Regions from separate parts of the Hordeum vulgare genome. Here region 2 is linked to region 1. Evidence: chromatin contacts called from public Hi-C data. All regions are on one chromosome and are shown on one strand. The core of a region is the stretch at or near the end of the contact, and the rest is flanking DNA. Distances in the headings are between cores, read along the strand shown.

Region 1 (6,268 bases), core at 1,130-3,629:
TGGTGACCACATGTACTATATTGGTGCTACAGTGCCACATGTTGGCATTTATTATTTGCCAGGTGATGAGAGGGTGCGAGACTGATATAATTTTATAAGCTGGTTGGTACGAATTGATTTGAGAAATAATTTACCAGTCAAAACCGTGAACCAAATTCAAAATTAACACTACTAGAATGAGAGAGCTCCTTGAGAATTTTTGGACCAAATAAAAAATTGGGAACTCAATCCAAAATCATATTGGTGCTACAGCATTGCATGTTGGCATTTATTTTTTATCAAGTGATGAGAGCCTGTGCGAGACAAATATATTTTTATAAGCTGGTTGTTGCTGATTGATTGGAGAAATCATTGAACAGTCAAAATCATGAACCAAATTTAAAATTGAACGCCTCACTTGGATGAGAGAGCTCCTTGAAAAATTATTGACCAAGTCAAAAATCATTGACCAGTCAAAATCATGAACCAAATTAAAAATCGAACATCTCACTTGGACGAGAGAGCTCCTTGAAAATTTATTGACCAAGTTAAAATTGGGAATCCAATCAAAACCATTGTCCTCAACTGAATGAGAGGCACCCCTTAGGGAGCGTAGTGATATAGTAGATATCTCTTTGTGAGACTAGGTTTGGTCATGCATAGGTACTAGGGTTATGTAACAAAGAGAATACATGAGTTATGATCATGGTATCCATGGTGCTAATGTCTTCTGAATAAGAGAGATAATATGTCGTATGTGTGTGTCTATGCATAAAAATTTAAGGAGAGAGGGGAGAAAAATGACGACGAAAGAGAAAAAGTTATTCATTCTACATGCAAGCCTTATATTTTGGAACAAGATTTCAAAAACTATAATCCTTACATTCTGAAACGAGAGAATACTGCTTTAGATCTAGCATCCTAGTCTTGTAAAGATTGTCAATACCAATCTACCAATTATAAAATGGAAAGGAACATGTTTCCCTGTTTCTGTACAGGGTCATTGGTAACTTGGGAACAAGATCAAGAAACAAACAGACTACAGTACTACACAAGCAACATACCTTCTAAATGATCCAGAAAACTATGTAACGTTAACGTCATAACTACACATGTGAGAAACAAAATTTGCAATAACAGGCAATCAAGCCATGAGAAAATCAAATGGCACATAGGTGCATACATATCAGTACAAATTAATGGTAATTACCCTTGGGAAGAGTGCCCGGCAAGAACCACACCAAGTTCCATAAAACTCTACAATAACAAGCCTGTCGCCTGCATCCCTTAGTGCATCCAAAAACTCCTGTGTGGAGTGTATGTCAAACATATTTGCACCAGCATTCTTTTCCCACCATTTTGGCTGTTCACCAGTCTCTGAACGTACTGCGGCATGGGCCTGGCACGAGAACAATGGAAAGTCCAAAGAGATCAAACACTCCAAGCACTCAGCTGCATAAATTAAGCAGTAACCCTATCCATGCCCCAAGCATGTCAATACAAGAAGCCTTTCTAGTTTCAGCACATCATAAATAACTTCAACCAAGGATGAAGTAACATAGTTTGAAGTACATTCACAACATCCAATATGGGCACATACAATTCTAGGGGAGAGGTAAGGTGATGTTGATTCTAAATGTGATTCATATGGCCCAATCAAGAAAATAGTGGCGTAAATGCCACCGGTTAAACTCATTCCAACATCACAAATTAATCTATGGCATGTAGGTGCATCTGTTTTGCTTAAATAATAACAAAATCCTCCGCGTGAATCAGCAAACTAATCAGGATACTCTATCTACTGTATCCAGAACGAAACCACAATTAAACGATCAGAAGACTTCTGCAACCCCACGTTCCCAAACCTCCAAACCCTACATGAGACTCAAACTTGCCCCATCACAACAGCGCGAAAACCCAAGGACGCATAAATCCTCTCTGAGGAAACAACAGGAGAAAAAGAGCGCGCGCGTACCATGAGCCGGCGTGGCCGCCCAGGCGGGGCGGCAGCCGCCAAGCGCGTGACCCGCGGGTCGGCGCGCGGGGCGGGTGAGAGGACCCCGTGGGAGGACGGCGACGACGAGGCGGAGGTGGAAGCGCCGAAGCGGCGGGGGAGGTGGTGGAGGAGGGCCTCGGCCATGTGCTCTGCGTCGCTGCGGGACGGGGCCAACGACTCCGGCGAGCCCGCTTAGACCGGCGCCGCAACCACCGAACTATTTGGTGTCGGAGCCGGGAGCATCCGAGGAGGCGTCACTGCAAGTTGACTGTATGCGGCACAGGCACTAGTCGGCTCCTGCCGTGTCCACCGGCCACCGCCTCCTTCCTTGGCTGCGGTGGAGGGAGGAGGGCGGGTCAGAGATTGTGGCCGTGTGGTGGAGATGGTAGCGGCTGGCTCTTTCGCGTGGATGGGGAGCTGAATGCCACACTGCCACTAATGAGTGGGGCCCGGGTGACAGACAGTAGCTTGTCCCATTCGAAATTTAGAATTTGAAAACGGCCTTGCTCGACGAAGATCTGGGTTCCAGCTGAGCATCCTGAACCGTTAGATGTAAAACGTGTGGTGCGTACAGATTGACGTGGAATTCCACACACTTTGATGTTACATTTTGCACTTACGCCCTGAACATAATCCACTTTAAAGAAACCCCCTCTAGCACTAACTTCTGTTCGCACACAAACAAATCACCGTGTACCTCGACGTTGGGGTGATAAACTGCAACTCAAGTCAAAGGAGATATACACCGAAAAACCATACAAGAAAAACCATACAACTCCATACAAGAAAGGGACTCCAAATCTCGTCCAAATCCTTCCAAAATGAACCGAACTTAGATTTAGATATATCTGAGACTCACTTTGTGCATTTTAAAATCGCACCTAAAAACATACCGAAATAAATCAAAGAAACCCAATTTTATAAATTTATGGTTATGGTTTCGATGTGGTATGAACTTTTTATACCGTTTTAAACTTTGGTTTTTATGATATACACCGAAAAACCGAATAGTTAACTGAATAAATTGAAATAAAAATATATTTATGTATCTTAAGGCGAACAACCATATAACTAGTCATTTTTTGTACAAGAGCCGGATTTCATATTAAGCACATCCATTTTTCTTGTAACCTAGTCACATTTATCTTTAAAAGAATACTAAGTATGTCCATAACCATCGAATCCATGCATGCATATACACTTGCATATAGTTATGTGCTCTTTGTGTAAAAAGGTATATGTTTTGAGTTATAAATTTGTAAATTATTATATGCCATTTTCAAATTTGCGTCAACTCTGGCTTTTATGGTATATACCAGAACCATACCAAAGTAATTGGGTATATACTGAAATTGAACCATATATTAATTTGATACCATACAAACGAAAAAACGTATAAACTGGACCATATAAACCGAACGCACAGTGATATGAGAGAACAGTACAGTTTTTGGCTTCTAGAGGCGAAATACCAACTTGGATGAAGATCCAAAATTTAACCATTTTGATGAAAAGAACTTTTGTGTTGAACTTTTTTTTTATTTGAGGTCATCTTGAAAGGGGTCTCGGATGTTTTTCTAAGGTCTGCATCAAGAAAATGGTCCCGATGTCCGAACACATAATTGCTCGGATCATATGGGTCTCATCCCAGATCATTCGGCTTTGTCCTCAACATTATATTGTCTTCCAGTATGATATCCCGGACGTTCATCCGGTCGTCAGTCGGACGATCCGGCTCCCCGCCCGGACGATCCGGCAATGTACTGCAGCAGTGCATAGTTTGGGCTCTAACTTTTGCACACGACTTTGGATTAAGACGATTTGTATAAAAAACCGTTCATTTTGACGAGATGAACAACTTCTATTTAGAACACTTTTCCACCCGAGGCCGTCTTAATTATGTTTCATGCCATTTGATAATGTGGCGTTAACACGAGCATTTCTGAAAAATATCTTAAATTTTGCATCTGATCTCCGTTTTGGACCATCTTCGTATCCACCTTGATCTTGTCAAAGAGATCCATCCAATAGTGACTTTCAATCATAAGTTTCAAGTAATCTTGACATAAATTAATCTACTTCTATGATTGTGCCACTTTTGAGCATCAACATGTGCCCCATGTTTTTCGGTAAAGCTAGCATATGCCAAAAAATAAATTGTATTTTGTTTGCTATAAGGATGATGTCAACACTCCATTGTCCATTTATATGCTTATGGAGATAGTTATATATCGACCATCTATACTCTTAGGACGATAATCATGTATTAGCCATTTGGACTAGCAACAAAAAATGTAGCTAACCAACGTATGATGATGTGGTATTACCTTTTCTTGATGCAAGAAATTATATTGCATCCATGGACCGAAATAAGACCATGGAGGGTAACCAATCATAAATAAAGATAAATTCGATGGCATCGACATCAATGGCATAACAGAAGAATGTGGATAATGTTTGGACCAAAGATTTTGATGTGCAAACCTTCGGCTTGGTTGTTCATAATTTTCACTCTTTTCCTTCTTCACCTTGGTCACACTTTTTGTAATGAAAGCTTGCGCATTATTCTTGTTTAGAGTACTTCCTTTGGGAACCCATGCCATGTTCCTTCTTTGAAGTTCTTTTGCACTTAGTTTTTGCAACTTCTTCTTTTTCCAATACGGTAAGCCGAGTGGGAACCCCAGTTATGATTTTGTTTGGAGCAATGGCAATTCTTGTTTTACCTTCTGCACTCTCAACTTCTTCTCTTCAAATTTCGCACTTGATCGACTTGCCTCATTGCCTTTAGTAGCCAATGCCAACAATTTAATTGCATATTTTTCATTTGAAATCAAATATGAAGTGTCACTCTTACGTCCATCTCTTCTAAAGCGGTAAACTTGCTTGACCACCTTGATGACCCACAAGTATAGGGGATCAATCATAGTCTTTTCGGTAAGTAAGAGTGTCGAATCCAATGAGGGGTAGAAGGAATCAATAAGCAATTTTTAGCAAGGTATTATGTGCAAGTGATGTAAAGTAGTTGTGATAGATAGTTTGATAGCAAGATAATTTGTAACAAGTAACAAGTAATAAGAAACAGAAGTGACAAGGTACAAAAAGGTGGCATGATAGGTGAATTTTGCATCATGATTTTTCATTGATATTTATATTGTTCTTGTTCCACTTTATGATACAATTCTTATGCATTTTCTCTCTTAATTTACTAGGTTCATCACAAAGAGGGAAATTGTCGGAAACCAGAATTTTGGACCTCGAAACCAATAAAAAGGTTGAAAATTCTCTGGACTCCAAATGACCTAAAACTTCACGAGGATTTTTTGTGAAATATATCTAAGTTTATGGAGCGAAGAAGTGCCTGAGGGGGGAACATGTGGCTCCCAAGTCAACAGGACACGACCACCCCCCTTGGGCGCGCCCTGATGGCTTGGGAAGCCCATAGGCAGGCCCAAGCCCCCCTTCTTCTGCTATATGATATGTTCGGACCTAGAAAAAAATCTAGAAGATACTTTCAGGCCGAAACATTATCATCTCAAGGCGAAAACTTAGGAAGAGGCCCTTTTTCTCTCCGACAAAGTGATTTTGCTGGGGAAACTTCCCACCGACCTCCGGGAGGGGGAGATCAAAGTCATCATCAATTCTCCCTCCTTCGTGGGAGGATCAATCTTCACCAACACCATCTCATCTAAAACCCTAGTTCATCTCATGTATGCAATCATTGTCTCAAAACCTCAAATTGGTACGTGGGGGCTACTAGTAGTGTTGATTACGTCTTGTAGTTGATGCTTGTTGGTTTACTTGGCGGAAGAAAATATGTCCACATCATTTATCTTATTTATTATACATATGATCTTGAACATGGCGATGTTTTGTGAGTAGTTGATTTTGTTCTCGGGGACATGGGAGAAGTCTTGTTACAAGTAATCATGTGAAGTTGGTATTCGTTCCATATTTTGATAATATGTATGTTATTGCTTCCTTTAGTGGTGCCATGTGAATGTCGACTACATGAAACTTCACCATGTTTTGGGCCTAAAGGAAGGCATCATAGAGTAATAAGTAAACGATGGGTTGCTAGAGTGGTAGAAGCTTAAACCCTAGTTTATGCGTTATTTCATAAGGGGCTGATTTGGAGCCACATGTTTCATGCTATGGTTAGATTTATCTTAATTCTTTTTCCATAGTTGCGGATGCTTGAGAGAGGAGATAGTCATAAGTAGTTGCTTGTTCAAGTAAGAACAACACCTAGGAACCGATCCACACACATACCAAATTATCAAAGTAACGAACGCA
Region 2 (6,268 bases), core at 1,031-3,530, 420 kb after region 1:
ATAAAATTTGCGTCACTTATTTTGGGACAGAGGGAGTAATAAACATTCATGATAGTTATGGCAACAGCCTAGTATAGTTAACATTTTGATAACGAAAAACACCAAACCAAAGACATAATATCTCATGGTAATTATCCAGTCATATGCATTTATTTTAAAACAACAAAGAGATCCTACTAGACAACTCAATTATTGTGCAAGCAATGACTATTTATAGTACTCTATCCATTAAACCATGTTATACAAACCTGAAGGATCCAAGACGAGCTGTCGTATAGGTAGCTTGCCTTAGTAAACCTGCTGACAAACCCTGTCAAAAAAATGTAAAACTTGAAGCAACAAACCAATTCAAAAAGCACAAAATAATCTGCTGCCGTAGGTGAAATGTCAGAAAATGTCACTGAGGTCTTCGGATCAAACTAGAAAACCAGCATCATTGATGCAAACATCATTTACTGAACAAAAATGAACGATTCGGACCCAAACAAAGGTCTGAAGGATAGATAAGTAACAGAGGATAGATGGGATACTTCTGATCTGAGCCATGCGAAATCTGTATCCAATTCCATAATTCCCCCTCCAATGGTTGCACTTGTAGACAAAGATTAGACTCCTACAATCATTGCTAAACTTAGTACCGTGCCTCTTATCTATATTTATTATCTCTTATGTACTCCTCTATTTAAAATCTTGCCACAAAAGCTATCGTTATGTGCTAAAATTTTAAAAAATGGGGTTCAGTGTGAGTATTGTCCCAAAGATTGGGTTTCCTTGATCTCTTACTTTTGAATTCTGAAAAATTCCAAGCAATGATCAATATATTAACTTACAACTGTGTTTATGATTGCAAATGTTTATTAGTCTTCTTCCACCTCAACAATACTCAAGGTGAGAAAACATGCACAAATAAGAAAATATAGTTGTGAATACCAGAGAATATTTAGTTATTTACATGTTTAATTTATGTTTGTAAGTCATACTTTACATGTGCACTGAGTCACTGACACTATTACATGGCAAATGTACCGTGGCCAGCAGAAAACTACATACAGAACAATTATGCACATCATGAATAAAGACATTTGCAAGAACAAACCTTGTAGAAGGAACCAAGGCCCTCATTAGCATACATTGTCTTTGCGACCTGAGCTGCAGATCCCTCACCCAACTGGATCTTCACCTGAAACCAAAAACAGGAAAAGCTATATATAATGTGCACGAAATAGATATTTACAGTCTTCATGTTTCAGTAAAAGCTATTAATCATAAGCCATAACATTCTACACAACTCTCCAGTAAATAACCCACTTGAACTATGATGGCATGTTGGCCGACACTACCAAAATATAGTGGTCTGGCTAATTCTGCATGTGCAGGAACATTCCAGCAGCAAATAATAATAATAACTAGAACAACATCTTGAGACCAAAGAACTAGTGCTAACTGATTAAAAACAAGTAAAGCCACGCAAACACACAGATCTTTTGGTGAGGAAGAAAATAGCACACCACAGATTTAGTGCGATCTCCACGGAGGATCTAAGCTAACACATCGGACAGTTTCGACTGTAGATAACAAATAACGAAGTGTGTCGCCCCCACTTGCGCTCGTGGTGTGACCGCATACTCCAGTTTCCACAGATCTCCTCAAGAATAGCCACCCTAGTGTACAACAAGTTGTCCGGAGCTCACTCGAGGGTGAGCTCAGATCTAACCCAGAGATGCGCAGAAATCAATCGACCCGATCCATCAATCGCGTCGCTCGCATCCACTATAACCAACCACAGATCTAAGGCTCAAGAGAGCCACCAAACTCAACAAGCTGCCCCTAAATCATATATTCCACACCGGGAAAGAAGAAGTGAGTAGCGCATCCGTACCTTGATCATGTCGATGGGCTGGATGACGCAGGTGGCGAGCATCCCGGAGGCGCCACCATTGACGAATGGCTTTATCGTCTTCCAGACGCCGGTGGGCGCCGCGGCCTGCTGCTGCTTCGCGTCCGCCATCTCCTCCGGCGAGATCTAGCCGGGCTGGGAGAGGAAGTGCAGCAGACGCGAGCGGAGGGAAGGCGATGCGGGCGAGGAGGAGGCCTAGATCGCTGGGTGCCGTTGCGCTTTTATTATTGCGCCGAGAGCGACGCGAGGAGATAACAGGATTACTTACTTTTTCTCCGAGAAGAAAGAACAGATGGACGATAAAATACTACTTGGCCGTAAAAAATGCGTAATAAAGCAGCGCCGCGTTCTCGTGAGCGCCGTCGCGGCTGTGCGCATGGACGTGGTGCACATGAGGCGGTTGAGGCGCAAGTTTTTTCGTTTTTTTTAAGGCAGGTTGAGGCGCAAGTTGACACAAACAAGGTTGGAAAAGGTTTTTTTTTCTTTAAGCATGGCATGGGTTGGAAAAGTTGAGTAGACGTCAGGAGGAGAAAAGTGGTGGTGGCGTATGGGATCTGTCCGTGTGGAATTGGAAGGGAGATCTTGTGCGCAGTGGGGCCCCTGAGCAGGCCCATTGCTGGTGTGGTGGGAGGCGTGGTCCAGCCAACCTCGTCGTCGGAGTTCCCGTCCTCGCCGTGTTTGTTTTCTCCAGCTTATGTCCAAACGCCTCCGAAAGACCGCACGTGAGGCGAGACCTCGCATTTTTATTTTATTTTTTGCAAAGGAAGAGCATTTTTTCTTTCCTTGCTGTATAAATCTTTCTTTTATAACAGAAAAAGGCACCAATAGGTGCTAATTTATTGAGCTCGAAGACAGTGTACATGAGAGGTTACATAAACTGCTTAGAAGAAAGAGTAAAAAAAGCAGAATCTGAGAAAGAAGAGCTGAATAGAAGTCATAGAAGACAATAAGGGAGCAAGAATCCCTGTTGATGAAGAACATGACTAACATGACGAAGCAACCCAAGGAAGAAAAAGACATGATATGCACTTCTGCTACCAAAGAAACATAGATACATCACTCAGCAAACACCAAGAGCAACTGGACGAACAACTTTGGAATATAGCTGCGCTCAGATAATGTTACGCTCCCAGTTGGATCTCACTTTCAAGAACAGGTTTGATACAAGATTCGAGGTCAAATTCGAGGTTCGGAGGGAGGGAGAGAGGTTCGGGAGGAAGAAATCGCCGTCGGTTCAAAGATTACATCCAGCACACCTCATGCAGGAGGGGTCGGAGCCTACTTAACCTAACGGGTGGTGTCCCACACTTGGGTTGCGAAACGGTTGTTGGGCTTCATCGGTCGATGAGGCCGCTCCGCCCAGTGGGTGGCGACGGCTGTTGGGGCGGAGCCATCGGTAGCAGGCGGGCCGAGGGAGGCAGAAGTCGTAACACTCCCTCCCCCTTGAGACACAGCTTGACCCCAAGCTGGCGCCCGAGGAAAGTGGCAGCCAGGTTCCTTGGTGTCTTCCCAGGTGGTGAAATCTGGTGGCTGATCTGTCCAGCGCACAAGGATCTGCGGAACGTCTCGAAGTAGGGTCCGAAGTAGCGGAAAGCCAACTTCTGATTGAGCCTTGTGGTGACGGAGCGTTGCACATACGGGTGAAGCTTGAGGAAAACCCAGTCATTGACGACGAAAACACGATCCGGTCGGTGCTTGTCTGCGGAGTCCTTCATGGTTTGGCGTGCTCGAAGAAGACGCTCGCGAATCAAGGTTATCATTTTCTCGTGGTCCCCTAGCCAATCCGCCAAATCCGGGATGCGCACGCGACGGAGTCAATGATGTCGAAGTGGCGCGACGCATGCCCGTAGAGAACTTCAAAGGGAGTAGTGCTCAACGCGGAGTGGGGGATGTATTGTACCAAAACTCAACCACGGGTAACCAAGCATACCATTTGGTGGGGTAGGCATGGACGAAACATCGAAGAAATGTCTCCAGGCGTTGGTTGACTCGCTCAGTTTGCCCGTCTGTTTGAGGATGGTGCGTCGTGCTCATCCGCAGCTTGGTGTGGGTAAGGCAAAAGAGCTCCTTCCACAACAGGCTCGTGAATATTGGGTCACAGTCAGAGACAATAGATTCTGGCAGCCCATGCAGTTTGTAGATGTGTGCCACAAAGGCGTGCGCGACTTGGAAAGCGGTGAAAGGGTGAGACAAGGCAATGAAATGGGCATACCGGGAGAACTTGTCGACGACCACCAATATAGAGTTGCAACCCAAGGAGCGAGAGAGGCCCTCCATGAAGTCCATTCTGATCATTTGCCAGGCTTCTGTTGGTACATGTAGAGGTTCGAGAAGACCGGTATAGCGGACATGCTCGGGCTTGGCTTGCTTGCAGACTTGGCAAGCCTCGACGAAGAGCTTGGCGTGATGCTGTAGTCCTGGCCAAGTGAATAGTCGTCGCACTCTTTTGTAAGTGGCATTGAACCCCGAATGGCCACCAGTAGCGCATGTATGAAGGGCATCCAATAATTTCTTTTGCAGGTCCATGTTGTCACCCAACCAAACCCGGTCGTGTTGTCGAATGATGCCATCCTAGAGAGAGTAGCCGTCTGGGTGATCATTCTGAGTGGCCAACTGAGTCGGCAGTGCCTGAGCTACGGGGTCATCTTCGTAACCTTGCTGGACTACTCCCAGCCAAGCTGCCACGGCCATAGTGATGGCTGCAAGGTCGCCCTGGGGGGCGGGCACACGTGAAGAACGTCAGCGGCCCGGTTATCCATACCTTTCTTGTACATAATATGGTATCTCAGGCCCAGCATCTTTGCCATGATATTTTGTTGCCAAGGGGTGGCTAGCCGCTGGTCTTCTAGGTGAATAAGGCTTTGCTGGTCTATGTGTAAAGTGAACTCGTCATTTTTGCACATAAGTTCTCCAGTGATCTAGTGCCATCAGGATCGCCAAGCCTTCCTTCTCAAATGTGCTAAGCATCCTGTTACATGAGCCCAAAGCACGGGTCAAGTACCTGATGGGGTGTTTATCATGAGACAACACCGCCCCGATGCCGTAGTCGGATGCATCTGTTTCCATCTCAAAGGGTTTGGTAAAATTTGGCAGTGCCAGCACACGTGCCATAAACAGCGCGTGCTGAAGTGCCCGAAAAGCACCATCCTCCAGATCTATCCAGCAGAGCACGACCCCTTTCTTGAGAAGATCGGTCAGTGGTCGACACATGACAACAAAACCATGCACAAACTTGTGATAATATCCAGCAAGACCCAGAAATCCCCGCACTCCTTTGACATTGGTAGGAACTGGTCAGTTCTGAACTGCTACAATATTCTTGCGATCTGTGCGAACACCACCACCGTTGATCTCGTGCCCCAAGTATAGTAGATTGGATCGAGAAAAAGAGCACTTACTTCATTTCATCTTCAAGTTGTGGTCTTTGAGTAATTGAAAGACTTGTCGCAATAGGCTGAGATGTGCATCCTCATCCGCGATGTGGATGAAGATGTCGTCGATGAATATCAGCACACCTTCCTGAAGCATGAGAGCCAATACAATGTTCATGATGGGGAACGATACGTCTCCATCGTATCTACTTTTTCAAACTCATTTGCCCTTGTTTTGGACTCTAATTTGCATGATTTGAATGGAACTAACCCGGACTGACGCTGTTTTCAGCATAATTGCCATGGTGTTGTTTTTGTGCAGAAATGAAAGTTCTCGGAACATCCTGAAAATTTACGGAGAATATTTTTGGAAAATATGAAAAATACCTGCGCAAAGATCCACCGGAGGGGATGGGCTAGTGGGCCACAAGCCCTGTAGCCGCCGCCCCCCTGGTGGCACCTACCAAGCTTGTGGGGCCCACGTGGCTCTGCCACCCCCAAACTCAGCTCTATAAATTCACTTTCGTCCCGAAAAAAATCAAGAGAGAAGATTTCATCGCGTTTGCGATACGGAGGCGCCGCCACATTCTGTTCTTCATCTAGAGGGCAGATCTGGAGTCCGTTTTGGGCTCCGGAGAGGGGAAATCGTCGCCATCGTCATCATCAACCTTCTTCCCTCTCCAATTCCATGAAGCTCTTCATCGTTCGTGAGTAATCTATTCGTAGGCTCGCTGGGCGGTGATGAGTAGGATGAGATCTATCATGTAATCGAGTTAGTTTTGACGGGGATTGATCCCTAGTATCCACTATGTTCTGAGATTGATGTTGCTATTATTTTTCCATGCTTAATGTTTGTCACTAGGGCCCGAGTGCCATGATTTCAGATCTAAAATTATTATGTTGTCATCAATATATGTGTGTTTTATATCCGATCTTGTAAGTTGTAGTTACCTACTATGTGTTATGATCCGGCAACCCGGGAGTGACAATAACCGGAACC

The links. Hi-C and Micro-C count contacts between places; a contact is called where the count stands out from the background.
Region 2: a contact with region 1 is called in a Hi-C map of seedling, with 5 times the contacts expected there. The contact joins the promoter of LOC123427483 here to the promoter of LOC123427475 in region 1. A contact is called at or near these places in 3 of 6 Hi-C or Micro-C datasets (leaf and seedling) and 1 of 1 datasets of contacts at active chromatin or transcription factors (embryo).

Annotation. Positions count from the first base shown.
Region 1 is chr1H:149,062,142-149,068,409 of MorexV3_pseudomolecules_assembly, forward strand. LOC123427475 (thioredoxin-like 2, chloroplastic) reads right to left here and starts at 2,380. Exons shown (of 4, transcript XM_045111532.1): 1 at 1,955-2,380; 2 at 1,190-1,378. The coding sequence starts at 2,119.
Region 2 is chr1H:149,484,716-149,490,983 of MorexV3_pseudomolecules_assembly, forward strand. LOC123427483 (mitochondrial dicarboxylate/tricarboxylate transporter DTC-like) reads right to left here and starts at 2,281. Exons shown (of 6, transcript XM_045111543.1): 1 at 1,880-2,281; 2 at 1,097-1,180; 3 at 249-310. The coding sequence starts at 2,008.